Regions from separate parts of the Mus musculus genome. Here region 1 is linked to region 2. A link is a contact called in public HiChIP or PLAC-seq data. All regions are on one chromosome and are shown on one strand. The core of a region is the stretch at or near the end of the contact, and the rest is flanking DNA. Distances in the headings are between cores, read along the strand shown.

Region 1 (7,180 bases), core at 3,302-5,801, 180 kb before region 2:
TAGGGCCTGGTTGAGATGGTTCGGGATGAGCTGGGAAAAGATGGACTCGGACCATGAACTGGGCTGAGCTGGGTTGGGAGACCATGAATTGAGCTGAACTGAGTGCAGCTGGGATAAACTGGGTTGAGCTAAGAATAGACTACCTGAATTGTGCCAAACTCGGCTGGGATCAATTGGAAATTATCAGGATTTAGATGAGCCGGACTAAACTATGCTGAGCTGGACTGGTTGGATGTGTTGAACTGGCCTGCTGCTGGGCTGGCATAGCTGAGTTGAACTTAAATGAGGAAGGCTGAGCAAGGCTAGCCTGCTTGCATAGAGCTGAACTTTAGCCTAGCCTGAGCTGGACCAGCCTGAGCTGAGTAGGTCTAAACTGAGTTAAAAATCAACAGGGATAATTTAACAGCTAATTTAACAAGCCTGAGGTCTGAGATTGAATGAGCAGAGCTGGGATGAACTGAATGAGTTTCACCAGGCCTGGACCAGTTAGGCTAGGACCTCGTTCTATAGAGGCAGACTGTGTGCTACAGTGGAGTTTCAAGATGATTCCATGAGTCCTCCCCGCCCCCAACATAACCCACCTTCCTCCTACCCTACACGCCTGTCTGGTGTGTAAATCCCAGCTTTGTGTGCTGATACAGAAGCCTGAGCCCCTCCCCCACCTCCACCTACCTATTACTTTGGGATGAGAATAGTTCTCCCAGCCAGTGTCTCAGAGGGAAGCCAAGCAGGACAGGCCCAAGGCTACTTGAGAAGCCAGGATCTAGGCCTCTCCCTGAGAACGGGTGTTCATGCCCCTAGAGTTGGCTGAAGGGCCAGATCCACCTACTCTAGAGGCATCTCTCCCTGTCTGTGAAGGCTTCCAAAGTCACGTTCCTGTGGCTAGAAGGCAGCTCCATAGCCCTGCTGCAGTTTCGTCCTGTATACCAGGTTCACCTACTACCATATCTAGCCCTGCCTGCCTTAAGAGTAGCAACAAGGAAATAGCAGGGTGTAGAGGGATCTCCTGTCTGACAGGAGGCAAGAAGACAGATTCTTACCCCTCCATTTCTCTTTTATCCCTCTCTGGTCCTCAGAGAGTCAGTCCTTCCCAAATGTCTTCCCCCTCGTCTCCTGCGAGAGCCCCCTGTCTGATAAGAATCTGGTGGCCATGGGCTGCCTGGCCCGGGACTTCCTGCCCAGCACCATTTCCTTCACCTGGAACTACCAGAACAACACTGAAGTCATCCAGGGTATCAGAACCTTCCCAACACTGAGGACAGGGGGCAAGTACCTAGCCACCTCGCAGGTGTTGCTGTCTCCCAAGAGCATCCTTGAAGGTTCAGATGAATACCTGGTATGCAAAATCCACTACGGAGGCAAAAACAAAGATCTGCATGTGCCCATTCCAGGTAAGAACCAAACCCTCCCAGCAGGGGTGCCCAGGCCCAGGCATGGCCCAGAGGGAGCAGCGGGGTGGGGCTTAGGCCAAGCTGAGCTCACACCTTGACCTTTCATTCCAGCTGTCGCAGAGATGAACCCCAATGTAAATGTGTTCGTCCCACCACGGGATGGCTTCTCTGGCCCTGCACCACGCAAGTCTAAACTCATCTGCGAGGCCACGAACTTCACTCCAAAACCGATCACAGTATCCTGGCTAAAGGATGGGAAGCTCGTGGAATCTGGCTTCACCACAGATCCGGTGACCATCGAGAACAAAGGATCCACACCCCAAACCTACAAGGTCATAAGCACACTTACCATCTCTGAAATCGACTGGCTGAACCTGAATGTGTACACCTGCCGTGTGGATCACAGGGGTCTCACCTTCTTGAAGAACGTGTCCTCCACATGTGCTGCCAGTGAGTGGCCTGGGCTAAGCCCAATGCCTAGCCCTCCCAGATTAGGGAAGTCCTCCTACAATTATGGCCAATGCCACCCAGACATGGTCATTTGCTCCTTGAACTTTGGCTCCCCAGAGTGGCCAAGGACAAGAATGAGCAATAGGCAGTAGAGGGGTGAGAATCAGCTGGAAGGACCAGCATCTTCCCTTAAGTAGGTTTGGGGGATGGAGACTAAGCTTTTTTCCAACTTCACAACTAGATATGTCATAACCTGACACAGTGTTCTCTTGACTGCAGGTCCCTCCACAGACATCCTAACCTTCACCATCCCCCCCTCCTTTGCCGACATCTTCCTCAGCAAGTCCGCTAACCTGACCTGTCTGGTCTCAAACCTGGCAACCTATGAAACCCTGAATATCTCCTGGGCTTCTCAAAGTGGTGAACCACTGGAAACCAAAATTAAAATCATGGAAAGCCATCCCAATGGCACCTTCAGTGCTAAGGGTGTGGCTAGTGTTTGTGTGGAAGACTGGAATAACAGGAAGGAATTTGTGTGTACTGTGACTCACAGGGATCTGCCTTCACCACAGAAGAAATTCATCTCAAAACCCAATGGTAGGTATCCCCCCTTCCCTTCCCCTCCAATTGCAGGACCCTTCCTGTACCTCATAGGGAGGGCAGGTCCTCTTCCACCCTATCCTCACTACTGTCTTCATTTACAGAGGTGCACAAACATCCACCTGCTGTGTACCTGCTGCCACCAGCTCGTGAGCAACTGAACCTGAGGGAGTCAGCCACAGTCACCTGCCTGGTGAAGGGCTTCTCTCCTGCAGACATCAGTGTGCAGTGGCTTCAGAGAGGGCAACTCTTGCCCCAAGAGAAGTATGTGACCAGTGCCCCGATGCCAGAGCCTGGGGCCCCAGGCTTCTACTTTACCCACAGCATCCTGACTGTGACAGAGGAGGAATGGAACTCCGGAGAGACCTATACCTGTGTTGTAGGCCACGAGGCCCTGCCACACCTGGTGACCGAGAGGACCGTGGACAAGTCCACTGGTAAACCCACACTGTACAATGTCTCCCTGATCATGTCTGACACAGGCGGCACCTGCTATTGACCATGCTAGCGCTCAACCAGGCAGGCCCTGGGTGTCCAGTTGCTCTGTGTATGCAAACTAACCATGTCAGAGTGAGATGTTGCATTTTATAAAAATTAGAAATAAAAAAAATCCATTCAAACGTCACTGGTTTTGATTATACAATGCTCATGCCTGCTGAGACAGTTGTGTTTTGCTTGCTCTGCACACACCCTGCATACTTGCCTCCACCCTGGCCCTTCCTCTACCTTGCCAGTTTCCTCCTTGTGTGTGAACTCAGTCAGGCTTACAACAGACAGAGTATGAACATGCGATTCCTCCAGCTACTTCTAGATATATGGCTGAAAGCTTGCCTAACCTGGTGCAGGCAGCATTCAGGCACATATATAGACACACATGCATTTATACATAGATATATAGGTACACATGTGTAGACACATACATGAATGTGTATTCATGGACACACAGACAAAGGTACACATATATACACATGAGTTCATGCGCACACACATGCATGGACACTTACAAACGCCTTCAGAGACAAATAGGCATAGACACACAACCACTCACAGAAACAGATACCAATATGCATGGTCCTGTGTACACAGAAACAGACTATAGGCAAATATACACAAATAAACTATATAGATACAAAGATATGCATATACACACATGTACAGAAACATCTTCACATGTGTACACTAACATGTGAACAGGTATAGCACACAGATACACCTGGACTCTGACCAGGGCTGTAATCTCCAAGGCTCACGGCTCAGAGAGCCTACACTAGGCTGGGTCACTGATACTCCTCAGGAGCCCACTCTATGATTGGGAGAGATAACCCCAGGTACAAAGTATGCCTATCTGTCTCAACACCATGGGGCAGAAGATACTCCACTAACCACCCATGACAGAAAGTTAGCCTTGGCTGTGTCTCCATTAATAGAACACCTCAGAAGACCAATGTGAAATTGCCTAACCCACTCACACCCACCCTGATCTCCAGTTCAAAATGCAGAAAACATAATGCAGTTGTCCAAAAGATGCCCCAACCACACACACACACACACACACACACACACACACACACACACACACACACACACACACACACCATCAAGGAGCCTCTGTAAGGAGTCACCACCCAATAACACTGCCTCTTTGGGCTCATATCCTGGACATTCTTCATATTCATATCCATTTGGGGCCTAGGCTTTAGATATCCCCAAGGGCTCATCTTTACAGGGATCAGAGATCCCAATAAATGCCCTGGTCCCACAGCCTCCCTCAGGTATCTGTCTGTTTATCTCTTGGTACCAAGACCCAACATTGCTGGCAGGGGTAGGACAAGCAACGCACGGGAACTCTGATCAAAGAAAGTCATGAGATGCCTGAGTCCTTCAGGAAGTAAGGAGGGACAACCTCTGGTATCCCTGTTCTTATTGCTAAAGCCCAAGAGACAGGGAGACCTGCTCTAAATTCTCAGTCTAAACAGCACCGATGGCACCACCTGCTCAGGGAAAGTCCAGAGCACACCAATATCATTTTGCCACAGTTCCTGAGTCTGCCTTTACCCAGGTCCATACATTGCATCTGTCTTGCTTGCTCTGCTGCCCCAGGGCTCCTGGAACAAAGGCTCCAAATTAGTGTGTCCTACAGCTTGGCCTGTTCTGTGCCTCCGTCTAGCTTGAGCTATTAGGGGACCAGTCAATACTCGCTAAGATTCTCCAGAACCATCAGGGCACCCCAACCCTTATGCAAATGCTCAGTCACCCCAAGACTTGGCTTGACCCTCCCTCTCTGTGTCCCTTCATAGAGGGGGAGGTGAATGCTGAGGAGGAAGGCTTTGAGAACCTGTGGACCACTGCCTCCACCTTCATCGTCCTCTTCCTCCTGAGCCTCTTCTACAGCACCACCGTCACCCTGTTCAAGGTAGTGTGGTTGTGGGGCTGAGGACACAGGGCTGGGACAGGGAGTCACCAGTCCTCACTGCCTCTACCTCTACTCCCTACAAGTGGACAGCAATTCACACTGTCTCTGTCACCTGCAGGTGAAATGACTCTCAGCATGGAAGGACAGCAGAGACCAAGAGATCCTCCCACAGGGACACTACCTCTGGGCCTGGGATACCTGACTGTATGACTAGTAAACTTATTCTTACGTCTTTCCTGTGTTGCCCTCCAGCTTTTATCTCTGAGATGGTCTTCTTTCTAGACTGACCAAAGACTTTTTGTCAACTTGTACAATCTGAAGCAATGTCTGGCCCACAGACAGCTGAGCTGTAAACAAATGTCACATGGAAATAAATACTTTATCTTGTGAACTCACTTTATTGTGAAGGAATTTGTTTTGTTTTTCAAACCTTTCCTGCGGTGTTGACAGCCCAAGGATTATCTGAATAGAGCTTAGGAACTGGAAATGGAACAGTGCAGTCTGATGGTACTTAAGGGAGAAAGAGGGAAAGGAGGTGTGGAAGAAGAAAAAAGAGAAGCAGAGGGGGAGGGGAGAAGGGAGAGGGAGAGGGAGAGGGAGAGGGAGAGGGAGAGGGAGAGGGAGAGAGAGAGAGAGAGAGAGAGAGAGAGAGAGAGAGAGAGAGAGCATGCACTCTAACAGCAAAGTACAACACAGGCAGCCAATGGATAGCACTCTGGTTATCTACCCTGATGGAAGAAGGGAAGTAGGGCAGAGAAAATTCCAGGCCTAATCTCCCAAAAGCAACAGAACCTGGAAACTAGCCTCTAGCCTTAGGTCTCTGCTCTGTCCCCAGCCCACCATCTTGGGCTGGTGTTGCTTCAAGCTAGTAATTTAGGTCTTATCCCAAAGCTTTGTGGTATGTGGGTGTGCCTTTGGGGAGTTGGCTGAGATTTTGAAGATGTTTGTACCTCTCCCACAACATGACAAGCCCTAGGGGTTAGTCAATAACTCAAATTCTCTGTCTATGACAACTGCTGTATGACTATATGAAGAAATGGGATAAAGATGCTATAGTCACTCGAGGACAGATAAAGGCCTGCTCACAGAGCAAGAATGGAAAGGAGAGGAAGGCAGGTCATGGGCTTCAGTTCAGAGAAGGAAGCACAGCAAATACAAGGTGAGGGCCATGCTAGTTACTCCCTTGTTCATCATGTGGACAGCTAGAGAAGCCCACTGACATGGGAAGTCTGGGCTAACTGACTACATTGAGAGGAGGACCAGGAAGCAGGGCATGAGAGAGAACATCAGACCATGGGAGGGATCTGTGTAGATGCCAGGGTCCTAAAGAGAGTCTTTAAATAAATGTGTGGGGTAGCACCTTGGTGATGGTCCCTTTCTGAGTTGGGATTCTAGTGGGTAGCTGCAGGATACAGAGAGCAGAAATCATCTAATGGGAAACCACTGTAGAGATGATAGGACTCGTCACCAAATTCCAGATATATTGTAGTCATTCACCATGGTATGGTACTTCTCATACCAGCATCTATTTTTGTTACCCTGGGATGCTGGGGCAAAGTGCCACACATGGCAGTTTGAGCAGCAGAACTCTGTTCTTTCCCAGTTCTAGAGGCCAGAAGTGTGGGCTACAGCAAGCTCTGCTCTGTCCCCAGCCCACCATCTTGGGCTGGTGTTGCTTCAAGCTAGTAATTTGGGTCTTATCCCAAAGCTCTGAGGCCATAGCAGTTGGTCAATCCTTGTCTCCTGGCACCAACATCCCAGTCACTGTATGTCCTTTGTACCTAATGCCATGTTTCAAGAACCCAGTCCTACTGGGTTTGATGCCAACCCTGATTCAGCACAAGTTCATCTCCACTAGGTTCCACCCGCCATGACCTCAGAGCTAGAAGTCTGTGACAGATTCTCCCTGCTGCACAGAGGATACCAGCCTGATGTAGCCCAGACTCCTGGCCTCTAGAACAGGGAAAGAACAGAATTCTGTTGCTCAAACTGTCATAGGTGGCACTTTGCCCCAGCAGCCCAAAGAAACTAACATAGATGCTGGTATATGACATAGGGTATAGAGGTGACTCTGGAATTGGATGATGAACCCTGACATCCCTACATGAATGTTGGTTTCAGCAAGCAAGTCTGGCGGGGGGGGGGGGTGTCACAGGTCTACACTTATATCTTTTGCTTGTCTCTGGGATACTGTAGAATGGGACATTGAAAATATTTGATATCCCAGAACCTGAGAAGGAAGAGTAGTGCAGACAGAACCGAACCATGACTTGGGGAAAGGAGTCAGGCTGCTCTGCTCAGATGATACAAGCTGCTCAGGGGGCTA
Region 2 (6,953 bases), core at 2,146-4,645:
TGGGAATGGTGGGCAGTGATCATGCCCTCAGCCCAGTCCCTGGCCACTCCACTGGAAAAGTCTTGGCCTGCCTCAGCCCAGACCCCCTCCCCCACCCCTTCTCAGACAGACTTGGCAGACAGGGAGCTAGCCTGTGGCCACATGGAGACAGGCCTGTGACTCCAACCTGTGGACTGTGGGATAGAAACTGTACCAGCCTGTCACCTCCCTGCTTGTCACTGGCTCTTTCAAGATGGTGTCTGACCCTGGCTCCATCTCTGGCCAACCCTGCCTTTCCCAGCCTTAGCCTCTGCCTCTTTCTCTCTCTCTCAGTGTGATTCTTGCTCAGTCTGTCCCTCAGTTACTGTCTCTCCATCTCTAACAAAACATAAGAGCTGTCTCTATTAACACCTTGTCTCTCCTCTTTCTTCTTCTCCTTCTCCTTCTCCTTCTCCTTCCTCTCTCTCTCTCTCTCTCTCTCTCTCTCTCTCTCTCTCTCTCTCTCTCTCTCTCTCTCTCTCTCTCATCTCTGCTTGTGCCCCCTTTCTCTAGGTGCACATCTCCTACCTCTGTCTGTCTATCTGTGTCTCTTCCTTCTGTCATCTCCTCTCTATCATTCTTTCAGTCCTTCTCTATGTCTCTTTTCTGTTGATGTCTGTCTTTGTGTGTCTCTCTCTCCATCCCATTCCTTTTATGACTCTGGCTCCCCTTATCTCTCTGTCTGTATTTCTGCCCCACTTCTCTGTCTTCCTATCTTTTTGTCTTTTCTCTGTTTCTGATTTTTCTCTCCATGTCTTTCTCTCCACTTTTCTCTCTCCCTTTCTGAGTCTTCCTGCATCTGTCTCATTGCTTCTCCATCTCGCTCTCTCTTTCTCTGTTTTCTGTCTCTGTTCTTGTATCTCTGTGTGCCTCTCCATGTCTCTCTGCTGTCTCTTTTTCTCCATACAGCAATTTACTAAAAGAACAAACATCAAGGCAGGAAAGTATATATATTTCAAATAAAAGTTCTTCAAATTGCTATGTCCTATACTCCAAGAAGCATTTCCAAAGTATAGATTAATTTAACCCTTTTAAATGAAAAGATACATTTTTAACTTCTAAAGTGTCTCCACAAAGAAATGAATGTTTTTAATTAAGAAATGTTGTAATTTAGTGTTGGGCTCCTGTCTTATAATGTACACTTCCTTATAAATCTAGCCATGTGGCTTATATCCATTTGGTATGCTCGGAGCTTTATGTAATAAACGTCTTCCCGATAGGTGCAAGGATTGGTGTTTTGTACTGCTTACTACATACATGCTTTTAATCATTCCAGGACATACCGTCCCTCTGCTGCTGCTTCTCACCGTCTTTGCCTTTCTCTCACCCTGTCCATCTTTCTCTCTCCCCATCTCTCTGTTTCTGTCCCTTCCTGTTTCAGTCTCTCTCCAATCTCCCTGTGTTTCTCTCTCTCTCTCTCTCCTGATGTCTCTTTCTCTGTGGGCTTGTCTCCCCATCTGTCCTCTTCATTTCTGTATTTCTCCTTATCTTTCTATCTCTGTCCATGACTCTGTCTCTTTCTGCCTCGTTCATCCCCTGCCCCCCTGAAGGCACAATGACACTTTTATCAGGGTTTAATAGGAAAGTTTCAGGGCAGGAAAGTTGTAAGACTCAAGCAGCTGCCCCGAGGAGGCCAGTGGGGGAGATTGGTAAAAAGCCATGACATCTAATCTGACATGGAGGTCAGGCACATGTCCCACAAGCAGCCACATGGCGAGAAGGGGGCAGTTAGAGAACAAGTAAGAAAGCCCAGCATGTTGGGGAGGAAGCCAAGGTGTTAAGGAAAACTTGCTCAGAGGGAGACAGAAAGAAGGAAGCTACAATTCTGTGAATTCAGAAAGGAAGCTGACTTACAGCCCCACATGGCTATAGCCCCTAAGCTTCTGGCCCTTCCTCTTCTGTCTCTTCCTGTTCTCTGTCACCCCTGTTTCTCCCTATTCTCTGTCACACCTGTCTCTGTGCTCCCATTAATCTCTCTCTGTCTCTACACATCTCCACCTCTGCCTCCTTCATCTCTGTCTTTTCCGGAACCCTGTCTGTCTCTGTCAGGCTTCTCCTTGTCTCCCCCTGCAGACTTGCAGTTTCTCCCTTTGTCTTCCTCTGTCTTACCTTTATTATGTCTCCCCGTCTTTCCTACCTTCCTGACTTTCTGTCTCTTACCCTGAGTCCCCTGGCCTGAAACTGGCCAAGAAGGAAAACATCAGTCTGTGATCACTCCTACAGGGTCTGTCTCCATAGCCAGCAGAGAGGGGACCCTCTTTCTAGAAGGTTCCCTGTTCGCAGGCAATGAAGAATAAAAGGAATAGAAGATCCCGTTGCATTAAGGTTTCATGAGATAACATACTAGGAAAAGAGACCTTGGTCTACGTAGAAGTCTGGTCAGTCCCTGAAGTGTCTAGACGCACTTGATCCCTAGGCCATCACTATGTCTGAGGTCATGGTGGTCAAGCATCTCTGGCAGTCACAGTGAAAGCAGCTGTGGTCACCAACATCAAGCCCTGTGACTACAATAGCTCCTCAAAGAGGCTGGGTCTGTGGGGTTTTGTTTTGAGGGTCAGCTAGAAATGGGAGTGAGTCCAAGGAAGACCCACTGCCCCCGCCCCCGAGAGATAGGGGAATGAGCATGCTTGCACACGTGGACATGAAAGGCACAAGAGTGTTGTATGTGACAGTTTGAGGTGACCACATTCTGCCCTCTCTGTGCCTGTCATGGTTACAACTGAGGACAGTGGTGGATTTGGGCAGAGTCTGTGTGAGCTGGGAGAAGCTGTGGAGAGTTGCAAGCATGGCATGTAGATATCAGAAGCCCTGGTCTTCCAGCAGTCCTCATGGTGATGGTTCAGTAGGACACTGGATGTGTGGCCCATGCTAGGGTCATGGGCAAGGCTGGTATGGGTTGACTCTATGGCTGGACAAAGAGCTTTAACCTCGTCAGCTTCCGCAATATGGAGGAACACTGCACAGCTTGCCCCCACCTGCACTCTGAGCACTCTGTACACTGGACATGCTCTACTACCCAGTGTCTCAGACTCCAGTCCTGGGCCCCAGCCCCATAGCACAACCATGTTTATAATCCCTCCAGTGTGAGAGGCCATGAAATGTTGTGGAGCTCAGTCTGAAGGCAGGTGGGAGACAGGCATGCTTTTGGATCCATGTCCATGAAGTATATGTCCACATTCCATGACAAAGGAGCCGAAGCCACCTCTATTTTCTCAAGGACCCCCTCAGTCCTCATTACTCTTCCTCTGCCTGGCCTCTGGATGTCTTCCCCATGAATCAGCTGTCACAAACACAGGCTCAGTCAGAGCACAGTCTAGTTCCCACCTTGTGGTCCCAAAGGCTCTTTCACGCCAGTGTCTCCCTGCCTTACCCTGTCATGCACCTCTGGCCAGCCAGCTGCTCCTGGGCAAGGACGAGAAGAAGCCAAGTAGTTCCTCTTCTCACAGACTCTAGTCCTGCTGGCCTCTAACTCTGTAACCTTCTGGTGTCCATCAGGATCCTGGGGCCACATCACTCTGAGTGTGTTTATCACCGGCAATCCTGAGGGCTAAGATTTCAGATTCTAAAGGAGGAGGCCCCCGTGGACATGCCTTCCCCTCTGCAGTCCCCAGGTCTAGAGTCTCATGTGGCTCTGTGTGACTCCCTGATGTACAGAGGCATGCCCTGCTACAGGCAATTACAATGGATTGGGTAGAGGGTTGGTTGTGCTCCAACATCTTTGAGGAGGGTAGGAAGCAGACCTGGGATGTTCAGTAGCCTGGAGCAGCCATCACTGTCCTTTGAACAAAACTGGCCAGCACTCTCTCAGCTCTGCCCACTGTCTTCTGTACTCTTCACACTTGGGCCTCACCTGAAGCCTGCACCCCAGACTGTACCAGGCAGAGGCCATGTACCCTGCTCTCAGATGATGTTTCATACAGATTACAGAGCTAACAAGAGGTGTGGTGTGTGGACCAGAGGCTCATGCTGTGTAGTCACCCATGGTCCTGCTGAAAAGCAGGCTGGGGCTAAAAAGAGAATAGAGTATGAGACACACCAAGACAAATGCTGATCAAAGCCCAATGTTTACTAAAAATCTGTGCTTATATAAAAGGAAAGCCCTTCTCCTGCAGATCCACTTTTGATGTCTGTTGCCAGCCTGTAAGCAATTTGTCTGACAGCACTAGTTTGACAAGAAGGTGTCAATCACTGCTGTCTTTGGAATCTCTCAGCCTCTCAGCAGGTATCAGTGTCTTGGAGAAGAAGAGCAATGGTGACAGAACAATAGAATCATCTAGGTGGGAAGGCTCTACCCCAGGTGGTCTCATTCTCAGTGGCAGCAAGGTCTGAGCCAGCCTGCTCAAGGCTGGGGGAGGCTACAATGTTATTCAACAGGTCCCATGGGAAGTGTCCAGGCTGAGCTACTCAGTGTGCCACTCTGAGGACAAAGGCCTGCAGGAGAGGGAATGGGTAGATGGGTTTGAGGTTTGGAACAGGCAGGCAGGGGCTGTGTGTGTCTGTGGGGAGCTGGGTGTGAGTGCTGTGGGTCTGAGTCTGAGGGGTGTTCACACATGGCTCTGTCTTCTGGTGCATGGCTTTCATCTGAGAGAGAGAAAGAGAACCACACTCTTCATTAGAGTGTGTGTGTGTGTGTGTGTGTGTGTGTGTGTGTGTGTGTGTGTGTGTGTTTGTATGTGAGTCTGTCTGCTGTCTGTGTGTAAATGTGAGCTTCTATGCTTCACATGCATGAAGGATCCTTCAGGGCACCCTGGAACTGGGATTACAGTAGAGAGCTGCCATGTGGGTGCTGGGAATTGAATCTGGATCCCCTGGAAAAGCAGCCAGTGCTCTTAATCCTTTTGGTGTCTCTGCCTGTCTCAGTATCTCTGTCTCTCTCAGTCTCTGTCTCTCTGGAGTCTCTGTCTTTCTGTGTCTGTACTGCCTCTGTGTCTCCCACACCTCCTACCAGTTGCTCTCAAAACTTCCACGTCCCCCCTCTTCTTCATGTCTCTATCAGTGTCTGTGTCTCTGTCTGTCTCTCTGTGTCTCTCTGTCCCTGCAGCTCATGACTGTTTCTCTCTAAGTGTTTCCCTGTCTCTTTCAGTGGTCTGTGCTTCTGTCTTTCTCAGTGTCTCTGTCTTTCTACTTCAGAATCTCAGAGTCCCCTCTTCCATTTGTGTCCCTTCTTGGGCTCATTCACTCTGCCTCCAGTGTCATCACTTGTGAGACCAGAACCTACTATGAGTCCAGAGGACTGTCCTTCATGGTCTGTGACCAGCTGTGATCTGGGGAACACTGGGGAAGGCATGAACAGGGAGGGACCTGCCTGTCTGTGGAGCCCTGCCTGTCAGCATGAACTCCCCATTCTGCACCACCAGAGCCCTGCTGAGCTGACTATTCCACACCACCTCCAGAAAAGGGCATTGAATCCTGTGGAACCGATGGCTCTTAGCTGATACGGGGTACTAGGAATCAAAACCCACTCCTCTGCAAGAACATCATGTGTTGTCAACCACCAAGCCATTTCTGTAGCCCCACAGTAGAAACATTTAAGGCTAGATGTCTAGAAAGACATATTCCAAGATCTGAAAAATCTAAACTCTCAACCCAGGGTAGTATACCCAGAAAGCTATTAAATTTCAGGAGAAAATAAAAAAGCTTTCCACAGCAAAAACAGATGAAAGGTATTTGTGACCATAGACAGCTGTAAGGGGACACTGGGGGTAATACCTCAGACTGAAGGGAAACACCATACACATGAGGGGACGTGGGCTAAATCACGTGTTAGGAGGTGTGGAGATGGGAAAGGCTGGGTGGGGGGAGGCTTTGCCAGAGTGAAGGCTTCCTGCACTCAAATCTAAAACCTGCACACAAGGAAAAATAATTTGAGGGAATAGTAGAACACATGCAGCTTGGAAATGGAGGGAGGGAGATTTTAGCATTAAAGTTTTAAGTGTGGATAAAAGGATTGGAAATCTGGGGAAATAAGAGGGGAAATTGTATGCATGTTGTTCTCAGAAGAAAGGGTTAGGTTGGGTGTGGTGGCACATGCTTTTAATCCCAGCATTCAGGAAGCAGAGACAGGAGGATCTCCTTAAGTTTGAAGACAGCCTGGTCTTCTACACAGGGAGTTCCAGGACACCCAGGACTACATAGAGAGACCGTGTTTCAAAAGAAAACAGTTTCTAAATTTATTAAAAGAAGTCTTGATGCTTTAGTGAGGGAGACTGTAGATAACCAAACACAAACCAGGCTGTTTACTGCCTTTGATCCTGGCCCTCCACCATGACTGGACCTTATTGCTGAAGATGCACTTATTTTGGATGCAGAGCAAAGAAGACTCCATCCAGCCTGGACAGGAACTCTGTCCCTGCTGACTAGCTTCCCTGGCACGGGAGGCTGCTGTGCCAGCTGTTGGAGGGTGGCAGAGCTTAGTGTTCCCATCCAGAGCCTGGTATGTGCTGAGCCTATGAATGGACTTCAGTCCCTGTCTCAGCCTGTCCCCTCACAGAGGAACAGTGCTCAGCATGTCCCCAACTACACTCTGAGCACTCTATGTCCTGGGTACCTCTGCCAACCAGTGTCCCTGACCCCAGTCCTGGACCCCCACACCACAACATCAGCCTTTGAGGTGGATCTTCCAAAGTGTGAGGCCGTGGGATGAAGTACTGAAATCCCTAAGCCCATATGAGGGACACTGTTTGGGGGTAGGTGGGAACCACGCCTGGTTCTTAGATCTGTGTCTATGAAGTACATGTCCCAATACCCTAACAAATGGGACATAGCTGCCTCTACCTCCTCAGACCCCCCAAACCGCAGTCCCCTCAGCCCTGATTACTCTTTTCCTCTGCCTGGTCTCTGGGTGTCTTCCCCATGAATCAGCTGTCACACACACACAGGCTCAGTCAGGCACAGCCTAGTCCCCACCTTGTGGTCCCAAAGGCCCCTTCATGCCC

Evidence for each region. HiChIP or PLAC-seq counts read pairs in DNA pulled down with a chosen protein or histone mark.
Region 1: an H3K4me3 HiChIP or PLAC-seq map of pro-B cells shows a contact between it and region 2, with 3 times the contacts expected there. The contact joins two enhancer-like sites. A contact is called at or near these places in 9 of 39 promoter capture datasets (the 3T3-L1 cell line, the C10 cell line, the HPC-7 cell line and 6 more), 1 of 15 datasets of contacts at CTCF or cohesin (large pre-B cells), 8 of 484 Hi-C or Micro-C datasets (B cells, CD4 T cells, DN2 thymocytes and 5 more) and 8 of 115 datasets of contacts at active chromatin or transcription factors (the 230-238 cell line, CD8 T cells, embryonic stem cells and 3 more).

What each region holds. Positions count from the first base shown.
Region 1 is chr12:113,416,627-113,423,806 of GRCm38.p6, reverse strand. It overlaps Igh and Ighm. Among named protein-coding and RNA genes, the nearest start is that of Adam6b, 69 kb to the left of the region's middle. Within about 2 kb of position 4,551, at least 3 of the 459 cell types and tissues checked have an H3K27ac peak or open chromatin away from gene starts, as enhancers often do.
Region 2 is chr12:113,237,608-113,244,560 of GRCm38.p6, reverse strand. No RefSeq gene overlaps it. Among named protein-coding and RNA genes, the nearest start is that of Gm25622, 27 kb to the right of the region's middle. Within about 2 kb of position 3,395, at least 21 of the 459 cell types and tissues checked have an H3K27ac peak or open chromatin away from gene starts, as enhancers often do.